2 separate regions of the Neogale vison genome follow, and region 1 is linked to region 2. The links are chromatin contacts, called in public Hi-C maps. All regions are on one chromosome and are shown on one strand. The core of a region is the stretch at or near the end of the contact, and the rest is flanking DNA. Distances in the headings are between cores, read along the strand shown. Region 1 has its middle 36 kb from the start of TACSTD2. Region 2 holds the start of OMA1 (metalloendopeptidase OMA1, mitochondrial).

Region 1 (6,033 bases), core at 149-2,648, 59 kb before region 2:
GTCTAAGTTGGGCTCATTTTGTGTAATAAAATTAAATAGTTCAAAGGAAATCTTGGAAAGCTCTTTTTCAGAACAGAGCTGTGACTAACATTGAGTAGTTCTATATCTCTCCTAAGAGAGAGAAAGAGGGGGAGCTTTTATGAGCTCAGTTTGCTTAGATACAATGTCTCAAATGAGATTTCAGCATCAGGCAGTTGGAGAATATGTTGAGATCATTGGGACGCCTGGGTGGCTCAGTTGGTTAAGCGGCTGCCTTCGGCTCAGGTCATGATCCCAGCATCCTGGGATCGAGTCCCGCATCGGGCTCCTTGCTCGGCAGGGAGCCTGCTCCTCCCTCTGACTCTGCCTGCCATTCTGTCTGCCTGTGCTCGCTCTCTCTCCCTCTCTCTCTCTGATGAATAAATAAAATCTTAAAAAAAAAAAAAAAAAGCCATGCTCTACCAAACCGCCCCTAACTCAACATGGTAAAATCTCACTCACAGGAAGTCCGTTGCAGGTGATCTGATGGGGTGGTTCTCCTGGGCAGCGCATCTCCAATGGGTAATTCAGGTACCCAAGCACTTTCCCATGTGGCTCTGCCATCTTGTGACTCCCCATAGCTCACGTGTCCCCTCTTTGAAAGGGGAATGAGAAAGAATGGGGGAACACAATTGATATTTAACTACCTTGGCTTGGAGGACACACATCATTTTTGCTCATAAATTCTCGGTCAAGAACTAATCATATGGTCCCACCTGGATGCAAAGAGAGACGGCTCAGCTGATGGGGCAGCTGCATCTGCAAAGAATTCTACCTGATGGAAGGAGCACATGAATCTCGGCTAATGACCAAGATTCTGCTACAGACAGCTAGAGCTAATTCTATACAATGTTAAAACTCATCTTCAAATGGGCCTTGCAGTACTGTGCTTCAGACCCCACCAGTTCATAAAGAAAAACTGACATCAAGTTTCTTTGAAGCCAGAACCCTAATATTAAAAGAAAATGGAAAACATATTTCTCTCAAATCAAGGAATCTGAGAGCTGGAAAGGACCTTGGAACTGTTTGGGCTTAGAGTCCTATATCCTAATAGAAGGAAACAGGTCCCCAGAAATGAATCACCTTGTCCAAAGTCACACAGCCCCTTTTGTAGCAAGGTTACCCTGAGCAAACCCCAGCTTTGCTCTAGCACTGTCCTTTTGAGTGATGCCAAATTATTTTCAATTTCATGGCACAAAGAACTACTGTGAAGATTTTATGTGCGATTCAAATGTTCCATATAATTTATGTTTTAATTTAAAATGTAATTTTGTCTTTTAGAACTGCAAGATCTAATAAATGCCAGGAACATGACTTTTATGGAAAAGTTGACTAAAGAATTACTATTAGAAGTGATATAATTAATGGTACTTTACTAGCTTTATCTAAGATTAGCTATATTAGCTCGATCTAAGATTAACGAACCCCCAAATCCTCGCTGTTTGCTTTATAAATCCCCAAAGCTACATCTGCTCTTCAATCATCTTAATGAAAATGTTAACTCTGAGGCCACCAGAGGGCGCTCTCCCACAGCGGATGAGCACAATGATTTCAGCCCTGTAACGTGGACCAGCCCGCCCATCAGAAAACACCGCGCAGAAAGATGAATTTGGGCAGGTTGTGAAGCATTCTTTTGTCTAGTTCCTTGACATCGTGTGGTCTACGGGTGAGTTTCCTTGTTTCATGGTCTCTCTGGGTCAGCCATTTTCATTCATGAAGGTGTTTTATCACAATAGCATCCACCCATTTATAGATAGCACTGTATCTACAGTGCTAAATACTTTATGTACAATGTTACATTTGATCCCCCCACAAGAGCCTTACAAGAAGTTGTATCAACCCCGTTTTAAACTTAGCCTTAGAGTGTTATGTAAGCCAGCAGTGGCAGACACAGAATTCAGACTGAGGTCCATAGGATTCTAAAATCAGCTCACCAAACTACCATGATATTGGTTTCAAAGCTGGAAGGAACTTAAGAAACAATTTAGTTCAAATCTCCTCGTTTTTGGATGAGAGAACTGATACTCAGAGATGAGAAGTGACCTTTCCAAGTCATTAGACTCAAGGGCAGAAAGGGGAGATCACTTCCTTCCCATCGCCCATGCTCCTGGATCCCACCTCATGGGAATCCCTGCCTTCTCTGGGAAACCCAAAAAATCCTGCACCATGCTATACCCCAACACAGCAAGCGAAGCCATAGGATTATTAGTCTATTACCTGTACAGAAGAAATGGACCTTACGGATGGAAATTTTGCTTCAACATGTCTTCCCCACTATGGCCAAGCCTGGGAGAAGGGAATTCACGGGCAGAACACCTTGCATTTTCAAAAGTCATCTCTCTGCTTCCAGTGGGTCTCCCTGCACCCTTTACACTGCAGCCAGACGGGGGTTTGGTGCTTTGTTTTGTTTGTTCTGTGGAGCACAGCTCTGAGCAGGTAGGCACTCTGCCTTAGATTCTCTAAAGGCTCACCAGGCTCCCTGCGCCTGGTCCAACACAGATGCTTAGAAGACTCGGGGTGTGCCCCATCCATTCTCTAGTCTCACCTCTTGCCAGTCCTCCCCCCATTCACACACGCACACAGACGCACATGCGCACACACACACACGCACACACACACACTTTGCTCTAATCATAGCAAACTATTTGGTGAACCCTAACACTCATAGCTCCATCCAGCAGGCCATTACACTCTTCTGCTTTTGCATGGAACATGTCCCCTAGTTCCGCCCTTGTCTTCTGTGTCACCTTCAAAATTCAAACATCCCTTCAACCTAGAAGCCTGCCTTGCCTCTCCAAGGTCAGACTGGGTTAGAACTCTTCAGCTGAGCCCTCTGTCATGTCCCGGGTCACCCTGGCTTTTCCTTGTCTCTGTGTATTTCTGGGGCCTCCACCAGACTGGGAGCTCCTGCATAGCACGGATCCTGCTGTTTTAAACTGTGTATCCCTAATGCCTAATAGAATATGTAGCATAGATTAAGAAGACATTTGATCATTGAATGAATGATGGAAAACAAAAAGAACAGAAGACAGATCTTTTGGGCGAAAAGCAGTTGTATCACACTCAGTCGTCAGATTTTCTAGTTAGGGCAAAAGCGGAAAAGCCTTGGAGAAGCAGCACCTCTTCATTAGCCAATGAGCCGTGAGAGCTTCTGGTACGTCAGTCAACGGTGAACCTGGTAGCTCGCTAAAGATGGGATCCTCAAAACCACAAAGGCAGGTGGCGTGGGAACACTATGACAGGATCACGTTTTCTAATCCAAAGTGCACCGTAAGCTGGGTGACTCTGAGGCTCTGGTGGTGTTACCACTCTCCTTCCTGGGTCTTTTTATCCCTGCAAGCTGGGGGAGGGAGCTGCTCCGACATGTTCATCCATCGCCTTGCTTTCCTTCTCCTGCACCTCCCCAGAGAGACAACAACTTGAATTGAAAAGCAGGCAATGAGGTAGCACCATTTTTAAGACGACAAAGGTATATCCATCCCCTGAGGTCAGACAGGGAAATGGGCTCTGCCTTCTTCGAGCAGGCGGGGCAAACGGGGAGCAAGGAGTGCGGCATCCTCCCAGCTAGCTGGGCAGACCAGGAGAGGCAGCCCCTGCTCCCTTCCACACCCCTTCTGCGCTGTGAACGATGCCCTTGCACAAGGAGCTTTACCTCCAGGGCGTCCCCCCCAGTCCGGCTTCTCTGGCCCCCGGCGCATGGGGCGCACACCTGTGCTGTGGACACGGACCAGGCGCTCTGGACCCAGAGGGAGTCAGCCTCCCCGCCTCTGGAAAGAGAGCGACAGGAAAGACAAAAACAGAATAGCAAAACCCAAACAGGCCCTTGCAGATCTGGAGAGCTTTTCCCGTGGCTGCAGAGGGAAAAGAAAAGGATCCTGGCCAGACCCGTGGCTCGGTGTGCTTGGGTCCTTGCCCGAGTCACGTGCCCGGAACCCAGCCTCGCTGGCGGTCATGCCCGGGGCCTGCGGGGCCGTGGGGCGGAAGCAGCCAAGGCACTTGTAAGGAAGCCTGGTGCCCAGAAGAGAACGGCAGGTCAAGGCACCCTACACAGTCCAATGCATGTGGGGCCTGACAAAACCAAGGGCAGGAACATCCCCCACGCAGGAGCTGAGAACCTCTCCTTCTCACCCGGGGAGCACCGAGGGTGAGGGTCTGGGAGATGGCAGTCGCGGGGGGGGGGGGGGTAAAAACCCCCAGTGTGGTAGCGTCCCAGTACCCATGCGCCACCCCACAAGCCTTGAGTGCTAGGAGGTAGATGGGGGGTCCTGGCGGTGGGAGCCCTGCAGAGGTGAAGGCCAACCCTGGACAGGGAGGGCAAGAAGTGGGCATGTGCCTTGACTCCCTCGGTCCTTCAGGGAACCTGAGAAAATGTCACCGTGAAGAGTGATTTCTCCCCCAGGGAGAGAACCAGGACAAGGACTGAGTGTCCACCTTGTAGAGGACAAAGCATAGTCGTTCTCATTACTTGTAGATCCCAGTTACACTCTGTAAAGGAAGTACAAGGCTGGAGACCCGAACACTGAGTGACCCGTTATTCATTCTCAGAAAATGGTGCCTTTCACCTTACTGTGCGCCTTCACATCCCCGGTGCTGTTGAATCGTCAAGGAAAGTGCTGTTGCTCCTCTTTGTCGAGGAGGGCACTTTCCCACCCAGCGGCTCTTCTGAGCTCCATTCTGTGTTTCCCACAACTGTAGAGCATCTCCTCCAACAACCCACGAGGGCTCCCGACAACATACATGTCCAGAAAGGGATTCAGCGAACTCCCCATCCCCACTGATCCAAACCAAACCCTGTTCACCTCTATGACTGCCCATCTCGGTTCCCAGCACCACTCCTTTACACCGTGCAATATCCCCGTATCATTAACACACATTTCAAATCCCCTAGCTGATCGTGTCCCCTTCTGTCTGTAACTCAGCTCTTCTTTCTGGATCCGTCACCCCTCATTCCCTGACTGGTGTTCTATGTCCCACTCATACTCAACTAGTCAGAGTTCGCTACTGGACCTCATTTCTCAAGATTCCTTCCCTGCTCGTGTGTCATTCTCTCTGCCTGGAGTTTCGACCAACTTACATCAGTTTCTCCAGCAAGCTTCAGCTGACTCCCCCGGTCCCAGCACAGGATGAGGCTCCATCATGGCACATTCCACTTAACTCCAGTGCCTACTCCCTGGGTGTGAAGTTGTTTACTCTCTTTCTCACTAGAGGCTGTGCTCCTTGAGAGCTGAAATTGCTCATTCCTTTCCCAGGGTCTAGCACAGTGGCTGTCGTGTATAGATGCTTAGTAAGAGTCAGGTGGATGGATGGATGGATGGATAGGTCTCTTGTTCAAGTCAGCATGGCTTTCAGAGGAAGGAACAAGGACTCAAAGTCAAACCTTCTTTCCATATTCGTACTTCTGTATTACCCAGCTTTGAAACCAGTTCTCCAAGCTACCAGATTTCCTAAATACACCTACCATTGCAGGCTGCTACAAATGATGATAATATGCCTGGAGAGCCCCGGTTGCTCAGATGAGGGGCCCTGCGCCCAGGGAGTACTAGGTGGTAATTTGTCTGGTGGGTTTTTGTGTCCTGGACTGAATGTTGCAGAACGAGCTAATGAAATCTACATTGTAATTAGGGAAAATATACCTGCAGCAGGTTGAAGAGATAATGACAGCCTAATTGTTTTTTCCCCCCAGTATTTTAACACAATGGTCTAGAAAAATAATTTAGAATTTTGATTTTTATAATTACCATCTTTTGAGAAATCTGTTCAGAATTATAATTATCACTTCACAGGCTTCAGAGCTGACTTTGAATTTGGCACTTAAAGGCTTTGTTTAAGTTATCTCCTTTGGTTATCTCAAAACACTACGATGTAGCTCCTACTTACCGTACTTTGCAGGTGAGGAAACTGAGCCTAAGACGGGCTGAGAATCTTGCCCAGTTACCCTTGGTCGCAGGGTTGAAATCGAGCAGTCTGTCCGCTACTGAACTCAACCCATTTCTCTATGTTGCCTCCACAGCTCTC
Region 2 (6,228 bases), core at 1,987-4,486:
CTCCCCAGGGAGGGAGCCTGATGCGGGACTCGATCCCGGGACTTCAGGATCATGACCTGAGCTGAAGGCAGTCGTCCAACCAACTGAGCCACCCAGGCATCCCTACAGCTGGTTTTAAACCAAGCTGAGCTTCACAATTCTTCAGTTACTCTCTCTTTAACTGAGGATTCAGCTTCTGGTACTTCCTCTGGGAGGTGTGGATGAAGGTCTCTCTGTATCCAGGCAGCTTCTACCTCTGGAAAAAACTGAGTTACCCTGGGTTGGGTTCCCTGGAAGCAGCCTCTGAGATAAGTCTCTGTGTGCAGAGTTGTTGGGGATGTGATGGAGGGGTCCTCAGGGACAACACCCACAAGTGAGGGGCAGAGGACTGGGCAGAGGGAGAAATGGTGCTTCTCAGCCCATCCTATGGAGAGTTCTGGAAGTGCAGTGACCTTGTAGTGTTGTCCTCAACTAAGGCACATGTGCTAGGCCTTTGTATCCCCTAAATTAACCAGTCACTGGATGAATGCTGTTCCTGGGGAGAATGCATATTTTGGATGAGGCAGATTATATCAGTCTTTGCCAAGGGAAGTGTCTAGGGAGGAAGGCACTGAATTGTCCCAGTAGACTGTTGAGGAAGAAAAGAAGGTCCTGAGAGAAGTGGGCCTGCTGGAGGGATTTCTTGTGGTGCCAGAAGACCAGACAGATGGATATGCTCCATGGGATGTCCAAAGGACAGACCATCCACAATGGCAATGGGAAATGCACTAGTGAGAGAAGTACCAGCATTACGAAGAAGTTCAGAGGGGGTTCTTTTCTGCAGGCCAGGGATGATGGGAAGAGAAGCAGTCATAGGGCTGGGGTTGGTAGTATCTTGGTTGGTAATGACAGCATTCTGGGGCCACAGAAGCCAGGTGGTGGCCTTCACCACCAGAAGCCTGGAGGATGTAATTACCAGAAAAGCTGCCAAGTTAAAAAAGGCTGCACAGGGAATTGGTTCCTCAGGAGCTCTGAAGGTATTTAATAGTATAAGGTGGCCTAGGGGAAAACTAGATGGGCAGCTAGCAGGGTGCTGCTTAATATCTATAACCAGAAGAAGGCAAGAATGGGGGAGGAGCAGGATTCTGAAGGTGGTTGCCCTAATAAAAAAGTCATGCTTCTTGCTCAGTTCTCAGATCTGAGTCAATCTTCAGACCAAAACCACAGAACCCATCAACTGAAGAGGTGGCTGGGTCTTTAGGAAGGACGCCGCAACACGAAAACAAATATCTACTACAATGATTACTCTGAGGACTGTGACCATTTTCACGGCTAGCTGTATGTTGGGGAAAGAGAAACACCCAGAAATTTTGCAGGGTCTGAAAGGATCTCATTAGCCAGAAACCCGAAGTGTTATCACGGTCCCTCTGTAATTATGGGGGTCCGTGGTAAGCAGAGTCCTGGATGCTATCCAGCTTATGATGAGTCCATGGGAGCACAAACCCATACACTGGTCTTTCCTCAGTCCCTGAGTATATTATTGAGATGATATATTGAGAGCAAGCTCCACATTAGGTCCTTGGCCTTGAGTACTCATGGTAGGGAAGACCAAGGAAAGCCACTAAAACTGTCCCCTCCCTACCAAGATGAGCTAATAAAGCAAAATCGATATTTCACCCAAGGGGACAGGAGGAGGATGGTAGAAATTAATGCCACCATTAAAGATCTAAAGGAGGGGTGCCTGGGTGGCTCAGTGGGTTAAAGCCTCTGCCTTCGGTGATCCTGGGGTCCTGGGATTGGGCCCCGCATTGGGCTCTCTGCTTGGCAGGGGGCCTGCTTCTCCCCACTCCCCCTGCCTGCCTCTCTGCCTACTTGTGATCTCTGTCTGTCAAATAAATAAATAAAATCTTAGAAAAAAAATACCTAAAGTATACAGAGTAGTTGTTCTGTCATATCTCCATTTAATTTGCCAGTCTGGCCGCTTCAGAAACCAGGAGAACAGTTTATTGACTGTGGACTTAACCATGTAGTTGACCTGATGATAGTCACTGTGTCATCTTGGTGATCTGTCATAATACAGTCCAAAAGGATATGAACCACCTGGACATCGCAGAGAGCCCCACCCCATCTGCTACACTGATAGCAGCGCGCTCCTCAGGCATGCTGAGCAGGAGATAGCTAGCACATTGCAACCCTTGGTCAGACACATGCCCTTCAGAAAAGCCCATGAAGATTCAGGGACCTGCCACTTCTGTTTTCAGGGAATCAGTGATCAGGGATCTGCCAGGGTAGTTCCTTCAAAGTAAAAGGCAAATTAGAAAACACAAATAAGCAAGGCTAAAGAAAATAGTGCCTATAATCTTGTAAAACCTTATAATCCTCTAAAGGTGTCCTTAGTGTTTACATCTTTCAGGATGTTTTTCATCGTGCACAGAATATCAATCTAACAAATAGAGAATCATACCACTATCTGATACCGTGTTTATTTCCTTGTTCGCTTGCTCACTGCCTAGATCTCCTCACTGTGTATACAAGCTCTGTGAAAGTCACGTCCTTCTCTTGTTCACTGCTGCACCCCTGGCACCTAGAACACACTTGGTGCTGGATAAGTATTTTTTTGGTGGCATAAACCATACATACTAGACGCATTGTTTTGTAGCTAGTTATTTTCAACGAACTTCCAGCTGCTTCAGGTTGTATTTCATTTTTCTTAAAATGTGTCGTTCCAGAAGTCATGTGAAGTCACGTGAAGCAGAGAGCTCTCACTCCAGAGACTACTTTCACCAGTGCAACTTCAAAACCAAGAAACCTTAGTCTTTCGGCAGCCCTCGAGTCTCTTTCCCTTTGGCCGGCCCTGCCTTAGACTCTTTTTTTTTTTTTTAATTACATTTATTTATTTTCAGCATAACAGTATTCATTATTTTTTCACCACAGCCAGAGCTCCATGCAATCCGTGCCCTCTATAATACCCAGCACCTGGTACCCTGCCTTAGACTCTTGAGCCGTCACAGCCTTGCCTGGATCTTTCTTTTTTTTTTTTTTTTTTTTTTTTTAAAGATTTTAGCCTGGATCTTTCTTTAGAGGTCCCAAACCAGGTTCCAAGGACTCGAGGGAAGACCTGACAGGCAAACAGCCTAGCCCGCAGCCACGTCCCTCCTCCGACCACGCGGGGGCGTTAGAGCTCCTCCGTGGGCTCCTGGCCAGTGGCCCGCTAGCGGGACGACTCTGCGGGTGTGGGCGGAGCAAAAGGCGCCCCGGCCGGGACAGGGGGCAGGAAGTGAGGAGGTGGGGCTTCTGCGGTGGGGTAGGCGCTTGCGCAAGTCCGGTCGGCGGAGTCTTCGTTTTCGCCATTGCTAGGGTCTGTCCTGGTGGGGACGCGTTTGCCCTTCTTTTACGAGTTGGGCCGGGCCCAAGGGGCGGGGGCAGAGTGCTTGAGTTGGGGTGGAAGAAGGTCTTCGAGGTGGAGGGACTTCGGGGGGGGGGGTGAGGGGCGGGGCTTGTGAGCACCGCAGGGAAGGTTGGGGTGGCGGAGCCTGGGGGCCAGGGACGAAGGGGCGTCCGTCCGGGAGTACGGAGGGACGGCGTCTGCGGTCGGGGGAGACGGGCGAGTGGAGAAGGGGTGCGGGAGAGCCCCGCCTCAGCCGTCCGTCCCCTCCCGGCGTGAAGTGCAGGGACCCCAGGATGCCCAGCCAGCCGGGGAAGTGCAAGTCGGCTGGTGGATGTGGCTTCCGGGAAGCGAACCCTGCCTCTCCCCTCAGCGGTACCTTCTCTTCAGCGGCTGTGTGTTTGTGTGTTTGTGTAAAGTAGTAGAATTAACGCAGCCCGGCGTGCCTCACACGGACACCTTCCCCTGTGGAAAGCCGCTTCTAGCCGCCTGAAGCAGCCCGGGAGGCAAACCCTCTCTCACCTCCTCCCTCCGAAAGCAGAGAGCCTAAAAGTTTTCCTGCCTAAGCCCTGCCACGGAGAACGGAACATTTCCTGTCGCAGCAGCTCCGCGGAGTTGTGATCATTCCTCATGAAGTCGTCTCCGAATGCTGCTCTTGACACTCTTTTAAGAATGTCACCTGCGTGCGTAGAGAGGAGCGACGGTGATGTTGCGCCGTGCGGTCCTCAGTGAGAAACTGGAGTCCGGGGCGATGAGAATCGCTCAGGGGCAGCTCCGGGACTGACGGGCTCTGGTGACGGCCGCCAGCGCTGTGTGACCCTCGCGAAAATGATGCGGGTCTCTGCATCCTCTCAGCCGTGGGGGCGAAGGGGTGCAGCCTGGCATTTGGAAGCTTAAGAACCAAGTCTGTTGCCTTCCAGTTTATTTATTTATTTTTTTTAAAGTCTTCCATCATGGGTGTACTTTGCTTGAATGATTATTTTAAAGTACACGTCCTATTTTTGCCAATCTGACAGCTGTTGCCATAGAAACCAGAGAAGAACTAGTCATTTTCAGCAGAGTTGTTAAAACCGTCTCCCAGGCTTCGGCTGCGAGTGCCAGTGAGTGCTGTCCTTGCTCGTTCTGAGATGGTCCTTGAAGAATTAAGGATCTGAAATGTTCGTAGAGGCTAACAATCCAAGTGGTGTGATTTTTTTTCTCACATCATTAATTTAGTAGTCTTAGAAGTTGGCCAGCTATGTTTGTTGACCTGCTGCGGTTCTTTGAAGAGGAAGTGTAACCCTGATTCTTTCTTAGGCTCTGTGTAGTCTAGTATTGGCTCTTTGAAAACCTATAAATAGATTTCTTCCCCAATCCTTTACCCTTTCTTAAGGATAAACGAGGGATTGCAAAATATCAGGCACTATTTCTGTTCTAAATGACACTTGACTGTCAGTGGAACAGATGATAGTGTTTCTAGTTATGTTCATGTAATGTTTGGGGCTTTTGCTTATCCCTTCTGTGTCAAAATTTTTTTAAAGATTTCATGCCAGACATGAAAGATGAGCAGGAGTTTGCGGCAGTCACAGAGCTAAGCAGTGCTATAGATGTGCATAGAAATAGAGACGCGAGCTTTTCTGAAGGGTATAAGTAAATCGGTGGGTCTAGAGCTTAGGAATGGGGGAGGGAGAGCTGGGATAAGATGCCTGGAGAAATAGTGGGAGGTGGTGTTAGGAGAGGCTTGGTCTTCTGTATAGAGGAGTTTATGGAAGCCCATGGAAACCACTGGAAATTACAAAATTAGTTGCCCTTACCGGTTTTGGGGCTTATAAGAGTAATAGTACATCCTGTAAAAATTTAAACAGCACAGAAATACATGAGATGAAAATACTAAATCCTTTACATTCACCATTCTGCCACTCAAAATAACCATAATGAATAGTTTGCTGTGTTTTGCTTTAGATTTATTTATATTTATATATACTAGCATATTTCAGCATTGCTATTTCTGTAAGTTGGGCAGAGATTTTTGTTTGCTTTATTTTCTCTGGTATCTCAAAAATCCAGAATGGCATGTGGTATGGCATGTAGGAGGCACTCATTAAATATTTAATGAATGAATAACATCATTCAGACATCAAAAACTGAATGGGGTCTAGTGTAGGATTGTTTGGCCGAGGTGGTTAAAAAGGTTTTTGTTTGTTTGTTTTTTAAGTTTGTTGCCAGCATTTTAAAACTGATAACTTTTCACATTAAACTTGAATTTCTGACTTTTCTCGAAAATACTGAACTGTGGTAACACTAAGCTTAAGTTCCTTTACACTTGTTGCATCTTCTTTAGATGGACATGAACCTACATTTACTTAAGTATGACTTTGCCTGGACCCTACAGACTTGTGCTATTGAGTATAGTAGCCACTAGTCACCTATGGCCATTTTGTTTCAAATGAACTAAAATTGAGTTCATTAAGAATTCTGTTCCTCAGTCACACCAGCCACATTTTGAGTGCTCAGTAGCCATAGGTAGGAGCTACCATATTGAACAACGCAGACACATTACTATCATTGCAGAAATTTCTGTCGTGCAGCATCGGTTTACACAACTGAGTTTGCCATTCCTGATCTACAGAATTTTTGCAAGTAGCATTTGTTGTTATTTTTAAGAGTTTTTAAGATTCGTGTCTCTTTTTGCCATTACACAGATCTCCAATTTTTAAAAAATGGCTGCATAGTACTTAACAGTGTAGGACTTTATGCGAGTTGTGGGAGTAGGATTCTGTTGTCTGATTTGCATTTGATGAGCTGAAGGTGTAGGAGTTGGTGGTTTAATAGGCAGAGAGAGTGAGGGTATATAGTAATCCACAATTTAAGGCCACAGAGCCCAGGAAAGGTAGATTGAGATATTA

The links. Hi-C and Micro-C count contacts between places; a contact is called where the count stands out from the background.
Region 1: a contact with region 2 is called in a Hi-C map of muscle, with 6 times the contacts expected there. The contact joins the enhancer-like site here to the promoter of OMA1 in region 2. A contact is called at or near these places in 2 of 3 Hi-C or Micro-C datasets (fibroblasts and muscle).

What each region holds. Positions count from the first base shown.
Region 1 is chr2:47,827,051-47,833,083 of ASM_NN_V1, reverse strand. No RefSeq gene overlaps it. Among named protein-coding and RNA genes, the nearest start is that of TACSTD2, 36 kb to the right of the region's middle. Within about 2 kb of position 1,398, the one cell type or tissue checked has open chromatin away from gene starts, as enhancers often do. A contact at or near this core is called in fibroblasts, where this site is marked.
Region 2 is chr2:47,769,417-47,775,644 of ASM_NN_V1, reverse strand. It overlaps OMA1 (metalloendopeptidase OMA1, mitochondrial), which reads left to right and starts at 3,236. Exons shown (of 9, transcript XM_044238337.1): 1 at 3,236-3,316.